Regions from separate parts of the Mus musculus genome. Here all the other regions are linked to region 1. A link is a contact called in public HiChIP or PLAC-seq and promoter capture Hi-C data. All regions are on one chromosome and are shown on one strand. The core of a region is the stretch at or near the end of the contact, and the rest is flanking DNA. Distances in the headings are between cores, read along the strand shown.

Region 1 (2,597 bases), core at 45-2,544:
AAATACTCACAATCATGGCTAAATCATTTTGCTAAACCAGACAGGAAAACAGCATTTTCCAGTAAAACAAACAGCTACTACCAAGGATGGACTGGAACGGACACATAAGAGTCTTTTCTCCTATTGACTAGTGTTCTCCATGAACTTCAGGCATAGACTATTGTGGCATAGGCATATCCATAAGCTTAGAGGTAAATGCACACATAGGAACATATGTATGTGTTTGTTATCATGAGATTAAAAGGGAAGCTCATGTCGAATGGGAGGGGGACCTACAAAGGCACAAGAACGTAAACTCTGAAGCGCCTTTTAGTGATTTGTTCTTGTTTGTTTTGGTTCTGTTCTAGAAGTTTGTTTCAAGTCAAAGCACTAGGCCCCTTTTCCAGACATGTGATGATGACAACTAAAACACAGACAAAGGTGACCCCTGTCCCCACAGATCCTAGTGTTCCAAAGCAAAAGTATGAACTCACAGCCCTGTTCCCTAAGACTTGAACTGTTCCAGGAATGATCCTGAGAGATCATTCCATAGACCTAGAGGTACCATAGAGGATGGAAGGATTTAAAGTGGACAGGAAATCTTTTCTAGCACACATTCTTGCTGGGGAAGTGGGCTTTCCAAGGAGTTCAAGGACAGTCAAGCTAGCCAGTGAGTCCCAGGCCAACCAGCACTACAGCTTGAGACCTTTTCTCAAATGAAAAAGTATTCTTTTCAGAAGACTTTAATTAAATCAGATGATTAAAAACCAAACGAATGTTGCCTGGTAGTGGTGCAAGCCTTTAATCCCAGCATTCAGAGGCAGAGGCTGGCAGATCTCTGTGAGTTCCAGGCTAGCATGGTCTACAGGGTGGATACTAGGGGCTATACAGAGAAACGGTCTCAAAAAGTAAAATAAAATAAAAATTTAAAAATAAAAATCAAGCTTACTTGTTCCTTCATGCTTAAACAGCCGCAGATACAAAATAAGAAATAATGCTTTGAGAATTTGGGAAGGTCATTAGCACCCATACTTTCAGTTTTGGAAAAAAAAGAATGGAGACCTCACTAGGCAGTTTGGGCTGGAGCCAAATATATCATAAAAGAATCGCGGCTAAGTCCTAGGGATGGGAAAAGAGGATCTAAGACTGTGTTTGAAGTGGGTGGAGATCAATAAGGTCTAAAGACTGAAAGTAAACCAAGATAGGAGGCGGAAATTCGCAGTGTGGCCTCAGGCTGCTCCTCTAGTCAGTGCCTCGCTCAAGCCACACCCAGTGCTTGCACCGCCCTCCGAGTTTAGCTGGAGTTTTCCTCCCAGAACTGAAGAAACGTGGACGCATGAACTATCTACCCTCCGGGATGGAGCTGGGCAGACCCCAAGGGCGCTCTGAGTGCTCTCCGCGCCGGGAGGGGTGTGGGCCACCCTTGGATTCTGGCTCCCCTAATCCTGCGCTGGCGGAGGCGGGAAGTGCCCAATCAATAGCAAGTGGGAACTTGAGAAAGCAGAAGGGAAAGAATTTGGATTGCCAGTCCTGGGTCAGAGAGAAAGTGCTCTTTCTTCTGCACCCGGAGAGGTGGTTGGGAACACAGGCGGACTCTGCTTGCGCAGGGCTGGTGGACAGCGAGAACCTTCCCCCGACGATTGGAGACCACTACGATTCCAAACGGAAACCAAAGCTTTCCCGCAGGCGCATTGCCACGGCCCCGGGGGCCCAGCCCGAGGACCCCGAAAACACACCCAGGTCCCTGTTGGTGCGGGTCGTGGATTACCAGGTGACACAGGAGGTGCTGTGGACCGCATGGACCAAGGGGAGTATGACCACGAGGACCGAGGAGCGTTCTGTGACCGCAGTCACCTTTCGGACACAGAGGGAGAGGGAGTGACACAGCTTATGGGGCACCGGAGCCACAGCCAAACCCCTATCCTATCGCCAAGGACCTGATGCTCGAAGGACGTTAAACACACAGATCTCTGGAGCCTGAGAAATGTTCCAGGACAGTGGTTGCGGGGGAAAATGCTTGAAGAACAAATTTTAAGCTGCTTGAGATGTTCTCTGTGGCTTGAGTGTCTCACAATGATTAAGGAGAAGAAAAGGTATTCTTTTGTTTGTTTGTTTGTTTGTTTGTTTACATTGGTGGTAAATGGGAGTTTGAAAGCGCAAAACTTTAGTCAGTTTGCTTGTTGGCATTTTGATAGCTACTTGAGTTGTCTGTCTGCATCCCTCGTTCCCGTTGAGCGGCCAAAAGCAGAAGTTTGAGGTCTTCTCTTTGGGATGTGTGGTGTGTAGAGTGGATGTAGAGAGGGTCTTTGTTTTGAAATCCATAAAGAACATTTTTTTTTTTTTAACGGAAAACAAAATGATAAGGAGGTGAAGCAAAATGTTTCTAGTACTCTACTGGTGTGCAGTTTCTATTCTGGTCCATCATATTTCCATGTTAAGAAGAAAAGGAGTGAGGCAAAGAGAGACTGGGGCACTTTGGTAGGTTGATCTGTGCTTTGCTCGTAAAATGCAATTTAACAGGGCTTTATTGCAGAGGGCATCTTACTTAGCTTACGATTTAATAAGAAAGGTAGACATGTTGTATGCAAGATGTCATAAATGGTTATATTCCCTATTCT
Region 2 (2,597 bases), core at 56-2,555, 2.8 Mb before region 1:
GAATATGGGCATGTGTGTATCACAGCGCCCATGTGGGGGTCTGAGAACAATCTGAGAGAGCTGATTCTCTCCTTCCACCATGTGGGTTCTAAGGTTCAGTCTCAAGATGCCAGGCTTGGCAGCAGACACCTTTACCCACCGAGCCCTCTTGCTGGCCCTCCACCTCAGTTTTTGAGACAAAGCCTCTCTCACTGAACCTGGAGGGGTTGAGGTATGGACTCAGGTTTTTGTGGTTGCTGCAGAAAGCACTTCATCCACCATGCTGGCTTCCCAACCAAAACCACAGTAAGATCTTGGCCGCCAAAATATGAATAGAAATTAAAAGGCCAGCCAGTAAAAGTGCCTTCTCTAAACTGTTCAACATTCAGTAGCTGCTTTATGGGAAAAAAAAAAAAAAAAAAAACCCTTACAGTGGAATCCATTACTTATTTCCTCAGGGCAGGGAATAAGGGAGGGAGGAACTCACCAATAAAATAGTATCTGGTGGTAGGGATGGGGAGAGAAAGAAAGAATATTGGGGAGCTTTTAATCTGTAAAGATCAATTTAGCAAATCAAGTTTTATAAAATCGTAGAGTTACCTCTACTTGTGATACAAATTTATTACTCGTTTTCACAAACTGAAATCATGGAAACTCTTCTGTCGCCGCCCCCAAACTACAAGCTTACATCTGCAATGTTAATAAACACCCACTTAGAATTAACTGCAGGGAATTACTAACAGTCAAAAGACCTGACTATTTCCAACAAGGTATGTAGAGAAACAGAGTAGACGAATTGCCGGAAGTATGTGTATGCCCAATGTTCCAACACTGAGTTTAATAAAAGAAAAATTAGAAAAGGAAATACTACCTCCCTCCAAACTCCCTGTCACTGCTACATACCTTGATTCTTGCTTTTTCTATAAATTCAAGAGGGGCTTTCCCAAACTCAAGTCCAGCTCCAATCCAGGGAATCCAGCCTTGGATGCACGGGGGTCCAAGCAAATTCTTCAACCGAGAGAATAAGAAAAGAACACAGCTTCCCAGAACGGCGATTGCTATTGGTGAGAATAACTCCATAATGCCCATCTTCCAGAATCAACAGACGTTTGAAAACGTCCTTCTCCAGGGGAATCTCCTAGTCCCCCGCCGACTGAGGAAAATGCGCCCAGTTTTGCAAACTCTGAGCCGAGAAACTTTTTAAACAAATTCTCTTGCGTAACTGTGGTTCCTTTGCCCCGCCCCAGTTTTTGTGTGATTTTTGCATTGTGGCTATCTTCCACCTTCCCACGGCTTTCAAATTATGAGAAAAAAAAAAAAAAAAAAAAAAAAAAAAAAAGCTTTGATTTGAACTGGGCTGGGCTGGGCTGGGACGGAGGAGGCGGGAACACATCCTGAGGCGGCGGAGCTCGAGTAAACTAGCTGTTTGCAGCGGGCGCCTAGCTACCAGCCAATCAGAGAAGTCGCTGAGCCCCCAAGAACTACATTTCCCAGAAGCCTCTTGGGTGCGGCTTTGTTTTTCAGCACCTGAGGCCGCCGGACCGGTCCAGCTACCAGGCGGGCGGCGCCTTTGCAGAGCGTAATAAAGGCACATGGTCCTGACCTGACCTCTCTCGGGCTGAAAAGGGGCGGCGCCGGCAGGGTGGCAGGTTCCCAGGCGACCAGCGGTGCCCAGTGGTCCTGACTTGCTGCTGAATGCCTATCGCCGAGGAGGAGAAGCTGCTGCCGCTCACGCAGAGATGGCCCCGGACGAGCAAGTTCCTACTGTCCGGCTGCGCCGCAACCGTGGCCGAGCTAGGTACCGGCCGCCCCCGCCTCGGCCTCCCCAGCGAGTGGCTGCGGCATCGTGCTGGGGGAGGGATGGGCGGGCAGCCTCACTCCTGGCTGGAGTGCATCTTCAGAGGTTGGACCCTCGCAAGGATGTGGTCAGGTGCCCAGTAGGCCAGCTTCGGGAGGAGCGTGGATTGGAGGTGTCCAGGGTCCTTGTCTTCCCATCCCCAGGGATGTTGTCTTATGCCTGAGTGAGTACTCTTGGGCTCTTCATGAGCCCTATACCTCTCTAGGAAACATTTCCCCTTTCGTAAGGATGACCTTTATAGAACCATAATCCATTTGTTCACAGTTTTTTGGTTTGGTTTTGGTTTGTTTTTTTCTTTTTCATCCTCCCTGGGATCGTTTTTTGTGGTTTATAGTCTTATGCTGCCTCGGGAGTCTTTAAGATTTGAGTTGGGGGAAGGGGGACAGTGAGTCCTACCTTGAGGGACTCCAATTGTTAACCATCCCTCTGGAACATTTGCTTAATGCCAGTCAGCCACATCACTTCTCTGAGCCTATACCCGTTAAGGGGAATTCTGAGAAGTAATTTTTATATGTGGTAAATGCAAGGTAGGGGCAGCATTATTCCAGTTGATGCAGTAGTGGGTCCTGGATATACAATTGCAAAAAACCCCAGTGTGGCCTTCTTCCAGGCTCAGTGGGGTGGCGGGTGGGGGGTGGCACATGCAGAGAAAGACATTTATTTACAGCTGCTGCCTGTTGCAGAGAAGCTATTTCTGTGTGTTCCAAGAACATTATAGGAACAAAACAAAACAAGACAGATCCATCTGCCTAAGTGAGTT
Region 3 (2,597 bases), core at 63-2,562, 2.1 Mb before region 1:
AGAGCCACAGCGCCGGTTGGCTCCAAGCCTGTGCTTTAGAGGCGCCTGGGTCTCTGGGTCCTTCTTCTCCTCCTCCCCCTCCCACCCCACCCCCACCACCCACCCGGGCTCCTTCTTCTTCTTCTTCTTTTGGCTTGCAGAAATCAGGACCCATCTGAACTAAGAGGGAGGAGAGAAGCAAGGAAGCTGAAGCAAGGGGTGGCCTGCGCCCTACTCCGGAAAGCTTCGCGCGCGGAAGCATGCAGCGGTTGCTCGCGTCCGGAGCGCACCGATCCGGCTGTCTCCACTGCGGTAGCATCCGGACATGACATTGCAGTAGCGACAAAGGAGCGGCCACAACCGGCAGCTGGCTACTGACAGGACTACTCGGGCCTCGCACCGCGCCGAGGGTCTGGCAGCGAATGATATTGGGGTGAGGCTGGGTGTTGGGGTGCGAGATAGGCCGAGTCGGGGGCAAAAACCCAAAAATGCGCAGGACCTCGAGGCGGACACCTCTCGCGCCTCCTTCAAGCAGCCAGATTGCAAGAAAAATAATTCTTTAACACTCACTAGCCTTAGCTCACCACACACACACACACACACACACACACACACACACACACACACACGATCTAGTAGGAGTCCTCCTCGGTCTGGCTATTGCCTTGTAACCAACCCTTCCAACCCGTCTGGTCCCACCGCGCGCCTCCGGCACTACGGGCCCGAGGACCCGCCCGGCTCCCGGACACAGGCTCGAACGTAGCCGCCACCCTAGGGTCCCCTCCTATCGCTCACCAGGAGAAGAGAGCCGGCGACCATCGTGGCTCCGACTTGGCCGGCGGTGCGGCTGCAAGAGGCGAGGGCGGTGATGCTGCTTGCCCGGGTCCCCATGGCCGAGCTCGGGGCTCGCAGCGGCGCCCGGGGCGCTCGGCCCCACGGCAGCTGGAATTGGTGGCTGTTTCTGCCCAGCGCCGCATCCACCGCCGCCTCACGGGCGGTGAGCCCATCTACCTCCAGCAGCCCATGTGCACTGCAGCAGCCAGGCACCCAGGCGGAAGAGGGAGGCAGCAGGGGAGGCTCCGAAAGGCGCTCAGCACCTGCCCAGGGGCGCTGGCGCCCGGGCGGTGAGAAGCAGGCGCGCTCGCAACCCGCGCCTCCCGGTGCTCTCCAACGACAGCGGCTGCGGAGAACCAGAGAGCAGGGCTAGCCGCGACAGTGCTAAAGAGCGACTTCCCATAGCGAAGCTTCCAGCCACTATCAAGCACTCGCCTCCTCCGCTGCCTAGACCGGCCGGCGAGGGACTGAGTCGGATGGCCACTCAGCTCGGGGACACACGTGGTGGCGCCGAAGGGGCGGAGAACGACCCTTTGTGATGTCACCCGGGAGGAGGCCGGGCTCTTTGTGCAGATGGAAAGAACTCAAGGCGCTCCAGAAACCGAGGGGAAGGAGAGGGTGCCCCTTGGCGTTAGCTGGAGGAATTGCGTTTGCTTGTTAACCTGCACACACCCCTCACCCCGACTTAACTTTAAAAAAAAAAAATGATTCCAAGTAGATTGTATGTAAAACAGAGACTATTTTCTTTTCCTAACATAAATATTAACAACAGCCAATATAACTTGCGCATAATGGCGCAGGCCTGTATTTTCATTGCCAGGAAAGCTGAGGAAGGAGAATTTGAAGTTGGAGGGAAATTCTGAGCTACACAGAAAACTCCTATCTCATGCATGCATGCATGCATGCATGCATGAATGAATGAATGAATGAATGAATGACCTGAGCATAACGGTGCCATTAAGCACTCTGTATAATGAGAATATGAACTTCTCCAATTCCAGGCCAGCCAAAATTGGAGTTCTACACAAGCCTGGCTTACAGAGCAAAATCCAGTCTCAGAAATCAATCAATCAATCAATCAATCAATCAATCAATTAAAGGAGCTAGAAAAAAAGCAAAAACCATGGAGCTTACATCAATTGCCAGACACAAAGAGACGTGTGTGTTGGTTCCCAAACTGCTGTGTTTTGAGGTCTGCTGTGTTCTCACAGTGGAGCAAAAGGAAAAAGCAAGTGTAGTCTCGGCATTTATGTGTGGCTCCCCTGCTTCCTGACTGCAGACCCGGTTTAACCAGCTGCCTCCTCTCCTCTCCTCTCCTCTCCTCTCCTCTCCTCTCCTCTCCTCTCCTCTCCTCTCCTCTCCTCTCCTCTCCTCTCCTCTCCTGCAATAACTGTATCCCTGAAACTGTTAGCCAGAAGAAACCTCCCCGTCTCTCAGTATTGTTGGCTATTTGTTCTCAGCAGTGAGGAACCTGGACAGAAACAACACTAAGCATCCCTGACAGGGAGTTGCCATGGTAGGAGCCCTATTTCCTTCCTTGCCAGTTACTACATGGAGAGTTGGTTCTTTTTCTCGGCATTCTTTGGAAGAATGAGATGTATTTAAAAATTAATATGAGGATTAATCCTACTCTCATCTTTCAAACATCTGCCAGTTAAAGAAATAAAACATATATTTAAAAAAGCTTGACCATAAACCCTGAAGGGGAATGCTGTAATATTAAGTTTCCAGTAAAAAATTTTTTTAAATTCTGAAAAATACTATCCTTAAATACAGAATTTTGT
Region 4 (2,597 bases), core at 49-2,548, 2.1 Mb before region 1:
CTTTGTTGAGGCCCACCAAGGGGGGGGGGTATCTCCTCCTGATGTCCCAAGGCTACTTTTATAAATTATAATTTTTTTCTTGTATTTCCTTTTTTTCTGTCTTTATTGCTTCTTCCTTCCTTCCTTCCTTCCTTCCTTTCTCTCTCTCTCTCTCTCTCTCTCTCTCTCTCTCTCTCTCCCTCTCTCTCTCTCTCTTCCTTCCTCTCTCTCTCTTTCATTCATTCTTTCTTTCTCTCTCTCTCTCTTTCTTTCTTTCTTTCTTTCTTTCTTTCTTTCTTTCTTTCTTTCTTTCTTTCTTTCTTTTTTTAGTCTATCACTTTTTTTTTTAGTCCTGAAACTTGCTATGTCCACCAGATTGGCCTGAAACTCACAGAGACCCACCTGCCTCTGCCTCTGGAATGCTGGGATTCAAGCTGTATGCCAACATGTCCAGCTTATTTTTAAAGATGTATTTTTGTTTTTGAAGTTGTGTGTGTGTGTGTGTGTGTACTCATGTGTACACGTGTGTGTGTGTATGTACTCATGTGTACACATGTGTGCGTGTGTGGGGTATGTGTGTGTGTGGTGTGTGTGTGTGTGGTGTGTATGTATTCATGTGTACACATGTGTGCGTGTGTGTGCGCGCGCGTGTGTGTGTGTGTGTGTGTGTGTGTGTGTGTGGTGTACATGAAGGCAGGTACCCAGATCAGGTGGTCAGATTCCCTGAAGCTGGAGGTAGAGGCAATTTTGAGCTGTCCAATTATGGGTATAGGGTACCCAATTCTGCAAGAGCAGAACTTCCTCTTAACCGTTGAGTTTTCTACCCAATCCCATCTCTTTAATGTCCTTTAATCTGCTCTGGTACATAATTTTTTTTTTTTTGTCAAAAGAATGAAATCTGAGTTTTATCTCAGGCCCTGGGTGGAGAGACATGACATTATGAATTGCCAGGAACATTTTGTGATTACTCTTAAGCAGGAGGATTCCTGGTAATGAACAAAGACGCATCATTGTCCCTGACTTTGGGAGTTCATTCCATGACCCTGTCAATCACCTGGATAGGAAAATGTCCCCCAGGAAAGACTGTAGGGCTCAGACACTTCTGGAAGCAGCATAAAGCTGCCTAAACATACAGTTCTGCCCAGTGGTCTCTCTAGCCATTATCTTTTTCTCCTTAGAGAATACGGCCTCCCAATGGTCCCTATGGCCACCATCCTCTCTCACCATTACTCTGTAACAAATCTTATGGGTCTCCTACACTGAGCTTTGTGTGTCTTATCTGAAGTCTTTCCTCTGAGATCACAAGAACTGGGGAGCCACAGGGAATCAAGAGCGAGCGCCTTGTGACACAAACAGTATGCTATTATGTCTCTGTATCTGATAGCCCTGTGTGATTCACTTTGCACATCCAGTAGTTTTCCATTTATGTCCTCATAAGGGAAGCCTAATGAACATCCTGCTCAGGACTGTATTCAGTTACCGTGGAGTTGCCTGTGAGGCAGGTTTTCATGATGTAAGTCCATCACGTTCTGGAAAGGTTCTCATTGTTGGGCACCCTCCTCCAATTTAAATTGGCCTTAAACTGGCTTTGCCAGTAACTGTTTCTCAAAACTGTCACCCTCCGGGCCGGGCGTGGTGGCGCACGCCTTTAATCCCAGCACTTGGGAGGCAGAGGCAGGCGGATTTCTGAGTTCGAGGTCAGCCTGGTCTACAAAGTGAGTTCCAGGACAGCCAGGGCTATACAGAGAAACCCTGTCTCGAAAAACAAACAAACAAAAAAAGTCAGCCTCCAAAGACAACACTAGGAATTGATCCCCTGCCTTACCTATGAACCTGTCATCAGACTCATTCTGGGCCTTTTTCTGTTCTTTACTGCAATAAAATGTTATCTGCTATCTTTCTAGTCGGCAGCTACAATGGAGAGGGCTGGCAATAACTCATGTCAGTGTATTTGCAGCTCTTGTAGAAGACCCAAGTTCAGTTCCCAACATCATCTGTGGGTACCTGCTCACATGTTTCAGTCTCTCTCTCTCTCTCTCTGTCTCTCTCTCTCTCTGTGTGTGTGTGTGTGTTTCTGAGGGAGGTACTTGATAAGGCTACAGATGGGATACCTTTACTGTAAACAAAGTCTCCCCAAACAAAGATGTCTGGGGAAAGGAGTGAGGCCCTCCCAAGGTAACACACACACACACACACACACACACAAACAAGTCAACCAAAGACATTTAAGGCTGTAAGCCTGGGTGGGTCATTGTGTTTTTGACATGAAGTATTTATTTATTATTTCATTTTATTTATTTTTGGTTTTTCGAGACAGGGTTTCTCTGTATAGCTCTGGAACTCACTTTGTAGACCAGGCTGGCCTCGAACTCAGAAATCCGCCTACTTCTGCCTCCCAAGTGATGGGATTAAAGCATGCGCCACCATGCCCAGCTTGAAGTATTTATTTATTAAAGGAGTATGACCTCTTTGTTGACACCCTTCTCAGAAAATGTTAATTGTGTGAGGTTCTAATGCTTGCCTCTTGGCCCTTGGGAAATTCCACCAGACGTTGGAGGGAGGGGTCCTTTCCCTTTCCAAGTTCCCATGGGAGATAGGTGCTTCCCCTTTCCACCTCC
Region 5 (2,597 bases), core at 30-2,529, 2.0 Mb before region 1:
ACTGTGGGTGTTGGGAAATGAGCCTGGCTCCTTGGCAAGAGCAGCCAGTGCTCTTAGCGACTGGGCCATCTCTCTAGCTCTCTGCTTTCTTACAAGAACCCAGTACTACCAGGCCCAGAATGGCTCCACCCACCAGGGGTTGGGCTCTCCCCCATAGATCATAGTTGACAAAGTGCCTTACAGCTAGATCTCATGGAGGCATTTCCTCAAGTGAGGCTCCTCCCTCTCTGATGACTCTACCTGGGTTGAGCTGACACACAAACCCAGGCAGTACAGAAGGGATCCTGGAGTTTCCTGTCACCAGCAGCAGCAGCAGCAACGACAGAAGCGTGGGAACCAAGTGAGAAGTCTGAATCCCTGCCTCCTTGTCCCCAGCTCCATGCAGGATCTCAACAGCTTAGCTAGGCAAGGTAGTGGCCCGGCAATCCCATCTCTTGCGACGCAGAGGCAAGACGATCCATATAAATTTAGGTCAGCCTGCTGAGCAAAGACAGTTCCAGGTTGGCTAGGGTTGGACTATCTTGAAATAAATAGGTGAACCAATCAGGAGGTTTTGGTGTACTACATAGAATACCTCACCTCAGAAACAGTAGTCTTAAATTCACCATGGCTGTTGGCGGCCATCTTTGGATGTGCGTGTCTGTTTTGTTATAGACCGTACCAAAGGCCATGCATATATAAGCTAGGCGAGTACTGTATCACTGAGCCGACTCTCCTGATCTTGGTGTTTGAGACAATACATTTTTTAAATGTGTGCTAGAGATTCAAATTTGGGTCTTCAAGCTTACACAGAAATAGCTCTCTCCAGCTGAGGGGTCTCCCTAACCCTATTATGATTTTTGGAAACGTCATTAGTCTGACTATGCATCAGTGACCAGCATTAGTCTGGCTTTGCCTCAGTGACAGGCCTTTAAACCCCTGATCCTCCTGTAATGACCTCCCCCAGGGATTGGGATTACAGGCATACGTCACCACAAAGGATAAAGGGAGTTTTCTTCTACCTTTACATTTTATTTTTCACATTTATTGATTTATTGTGTGAGGGCTGGGTGCTCACGCCATGGTATTCAAGTGGCAAGTAGGAAGACAACTTCCAGAGTTGCCTCGCCTTCTACCGTGTGAGTTCTGAGCACTCGACTCAGGTCATTAGGTCATCAGACTTGGCCGCAAGGAACTTCACATACTAGGTCATCTAGCTAGCCCCGAAGGGAGACGTCTTGACCAGGCGAAATTGTTACCACAGACATCACAGGGTTAGGAAAATCACCAGCAGTCAACATTCCTACAGTCAGTCTGAGGCAAGCCTGAGTCACTGAGAGCCTGGACTTTCTGCCCCAGATTGGTCATCCTTCTCCTGGCTCCGCCCTACTCCCACCCCCACCCCCATCCCCATCCCCACCCCCACCCCCATCCCCACTCCCACCCCCACTCCCACCCCCACCCCCACCCGCCTCATCTCTGGAGGAGTGTGTATCTAATACAGAGCCTTGCAGCACATCCTTTGTTGGAGTCCGGTTTCTGGTCAGTCATGGGTCAGATTACAACCTGAAGTTAAGTAGTTTCTTCCTCCACACCCAGTGAATTCTTAGTGGAATCGCTGGGGCATACGCTGACTTCCACAGGTACCTGTGGGTATTGCTGAGAGCAGGGAAGGTTGCATTCTTGGGTCTGGTCAATGATTAACTTTAGCGGGTGACTTTTCTACAGTGTGTGTGCGCGTGTGCTACTTCATCTTGAAAGCCTTTTCTGGCTCAGTAACAAAGGGTTGTCACTCTCGTTGACACAATAAGAAAGAAAAAAAATCGTGGTCTCCCATCCCTACCCGTGGAGGCATCTCTCCCATGCTATAAAAGGGAAGTCCACAGATGTGTGCCTGTGCACAGTGCTCTCTCTGCTCACCTAGGGTGGGGCAGCCTTTCCTGCTTGGTTCTTTTAGCCTATGGGAGTCCAGAGGCTTGTCCTGTGATGTGAGTTTATAAAGGACCACAACTGAGGCTGAATCTCAAGAGCACTGCAGAGGGAAAAGTCCCAGAATGCAATTCTTACCCACCTCCCACTAGAGACAACAGAATGTGCTGTGATTTATGGCCCAGCCTGCCCAGTGAAGAGCTGTCTGATAAAGGTTTGATAGGTGTCTGTGGTTACTGCCCATATGCCTCTGGTATTATCATTTCCTCCTCTCTAAATTTTGATTCAGAAAACGGCTTTTCTATTTCTATTGGGGGACTATCTCCAGAATGAATTGATCTGTGCCAACTCCCGACATTTGGGAGATGGAGGAAGAGACTCAGGAGTTCAAGACCATCCTAAGTGAGAGAGACTTTTGATAGCAGCCTGGACAACACGAGAGGATTTCTATAAACAAATAAACAATTTCTAATCTGGTTACTTTTTGTTGGCTAGACACAAACATAGACATGTTCCCTGGCAAGAGGAACTTCAATTAAGAAAATGTTTCCTTATCATATTGGCCCACAGGCAAGTCTACAGGGCATTTTCTTGATTAATGATTGATGTGGGTAGGCCCAGCCCACTGGGGACAATGCCAGCCCTGGGCTAGTGACCCTGAGATATATTGGAAAGCAGGTTATTTACTT

Evidence for each region. Promoter capture Hi-C pulls out the DNA fragments that hold promoters and counts their contacts. HiChIP or PLAC-seq counts read pairs in DNA pulled down with a chosen protein or histone mark.
Region 2: a promoter capture Hi-C map of 3T3-L1-derived adipocytes shows a contact between it and region 1, with 3 times the contacts expected there. The contact joins the promoter of Cyp39a1 here to the promoter of 9130008F23Rik in region 1. A contact is called at or near these places in 3 of 39 promoter capture datasets (3T3-L1-derived adipocytes, the C10 cell line and liver).
Region 3: a promoter capture Hi-C map of the C10 cell line shows a contact between it and region 1, with 6 times the contacts expected there. The contact joins the promoter of Tnfrsf21 here to the promoter of 9130008F23Rik in region 1. A contact is called at or near these places in 3 of 39 promoter capture datasets (the C10 cell line, cranial neural crest and liver) and 1 of 115 datasets of contacts at active chromatin or transcription factors (astrocytes).
Region 4: an H3K27ac HiChIP or PLAC-seq map of extraembryonic endoderm stem cells shows a contact between it and region 1, with 10 times the contacts expected there. The contact joins the enhancer-like site here to the promoter of 9130008F23Rik in region 1. A contact is called at or near these places in 3 of 39 promoter capture datasets (cranial neural crest, hippocampal neurons and stem cell-derived epiblast-like cells) and 3 of 115 datasets of contacts at active chromatin or transcription factors (bone marrow-derived dendritic cells, differentiating embryonic stem cells and extraembryonic endoderm stem cells).
Region 5: a contact with region 1 is called in a promoter capture Hi-C map of liver, with 4 times the contacts expected there. The contact joins the enhancer-like site here to the promoter of 9130008F23Rik in region 1. A contact is called at or near these places in 3 of 39 promoter capture datasets (cranial neural crest, hippocampal neurons and liver) and 1 of 115 datasets of contacts at active chromatin or transcription factors (bone marrow-derived dendritic cells).

Annotation. Positions count from the first base shown.
Region 1 is chr17:40,879,255-40,881,851 of GRCm38.p6, reverse strand. It overlaps 9130008F23Rik (RIKEN cDNA 9130008F23 gene), which reads left to right and starts at 1,294. Exons shown (of 2, transcript NM_027834.3): 1 at 1,294-2,072. The coding sequence starts at 1,316. The coding sequence ends at 1,861.
Region 2 is chr17:43,666,080-43,668,676 of GRCm38.p6, reverse strand. Cyp39a1 (cytochrome P450, family 39, subfamily a, polypeptide 1) reads right to left here and starts at 1,305. Exons shown (of 12, transcript NM_018887.4): 1 at 883-1,305. The coding sequence starts at 1,068. It overlaps Slc25a27 (solute carrier family 25, member 27), which reads left to right and starts at 1,463. Exons shown (of 9, transcript NM_001357122.1): 1 at 1,463-1,777. The coding sequence starts at 1,675.
Region 3 is chr17:43,015,270-43,017,866 of GRCm38.p6, reverse strand. It overlaps Tnfrsf21 (tumor necrosis factor receptor superfamily, member 21), which reads right to left and starts at 1,312. Exons shown (of 6, transcript NM_178589.3): 1 at 775-1,312. The coding sequence starts at 870.
Region 4 is chr17:42,930,757-42,933,353 of GRCm38.p6, reverse strand. No RefSeq gene overlaps it. Among named protein-coding and RNA genes, the nearest start is that of Cd2ap, 56 kb to the right of the region's middle. Within about 2 kb of position 1,298, at least 22 of the 459 cell types and tissues checked have an H3K27ac peak or open chromatin away from gene starts, as enhancers often do. A contact at or near this core is called in extraembryonic endoderm stem cells, where this site is marked.
Region 5 is chr17:42,908,248-42,910,844 of GRCm38.p6, reverse strand. No RefSeq gene overlaps it. Among named protein-coding and RNA genes, the nearest start is that of Cd2ap, 33 kb to the right of the region's middle. Within about 2 kb of position 1,279, at least 83 of the 459 cell types and tissues checked have an H3K27ac peak or open chromatin away from gene starts, as enhancers often do. A contact at or near this core is called in liver, where this site is marked.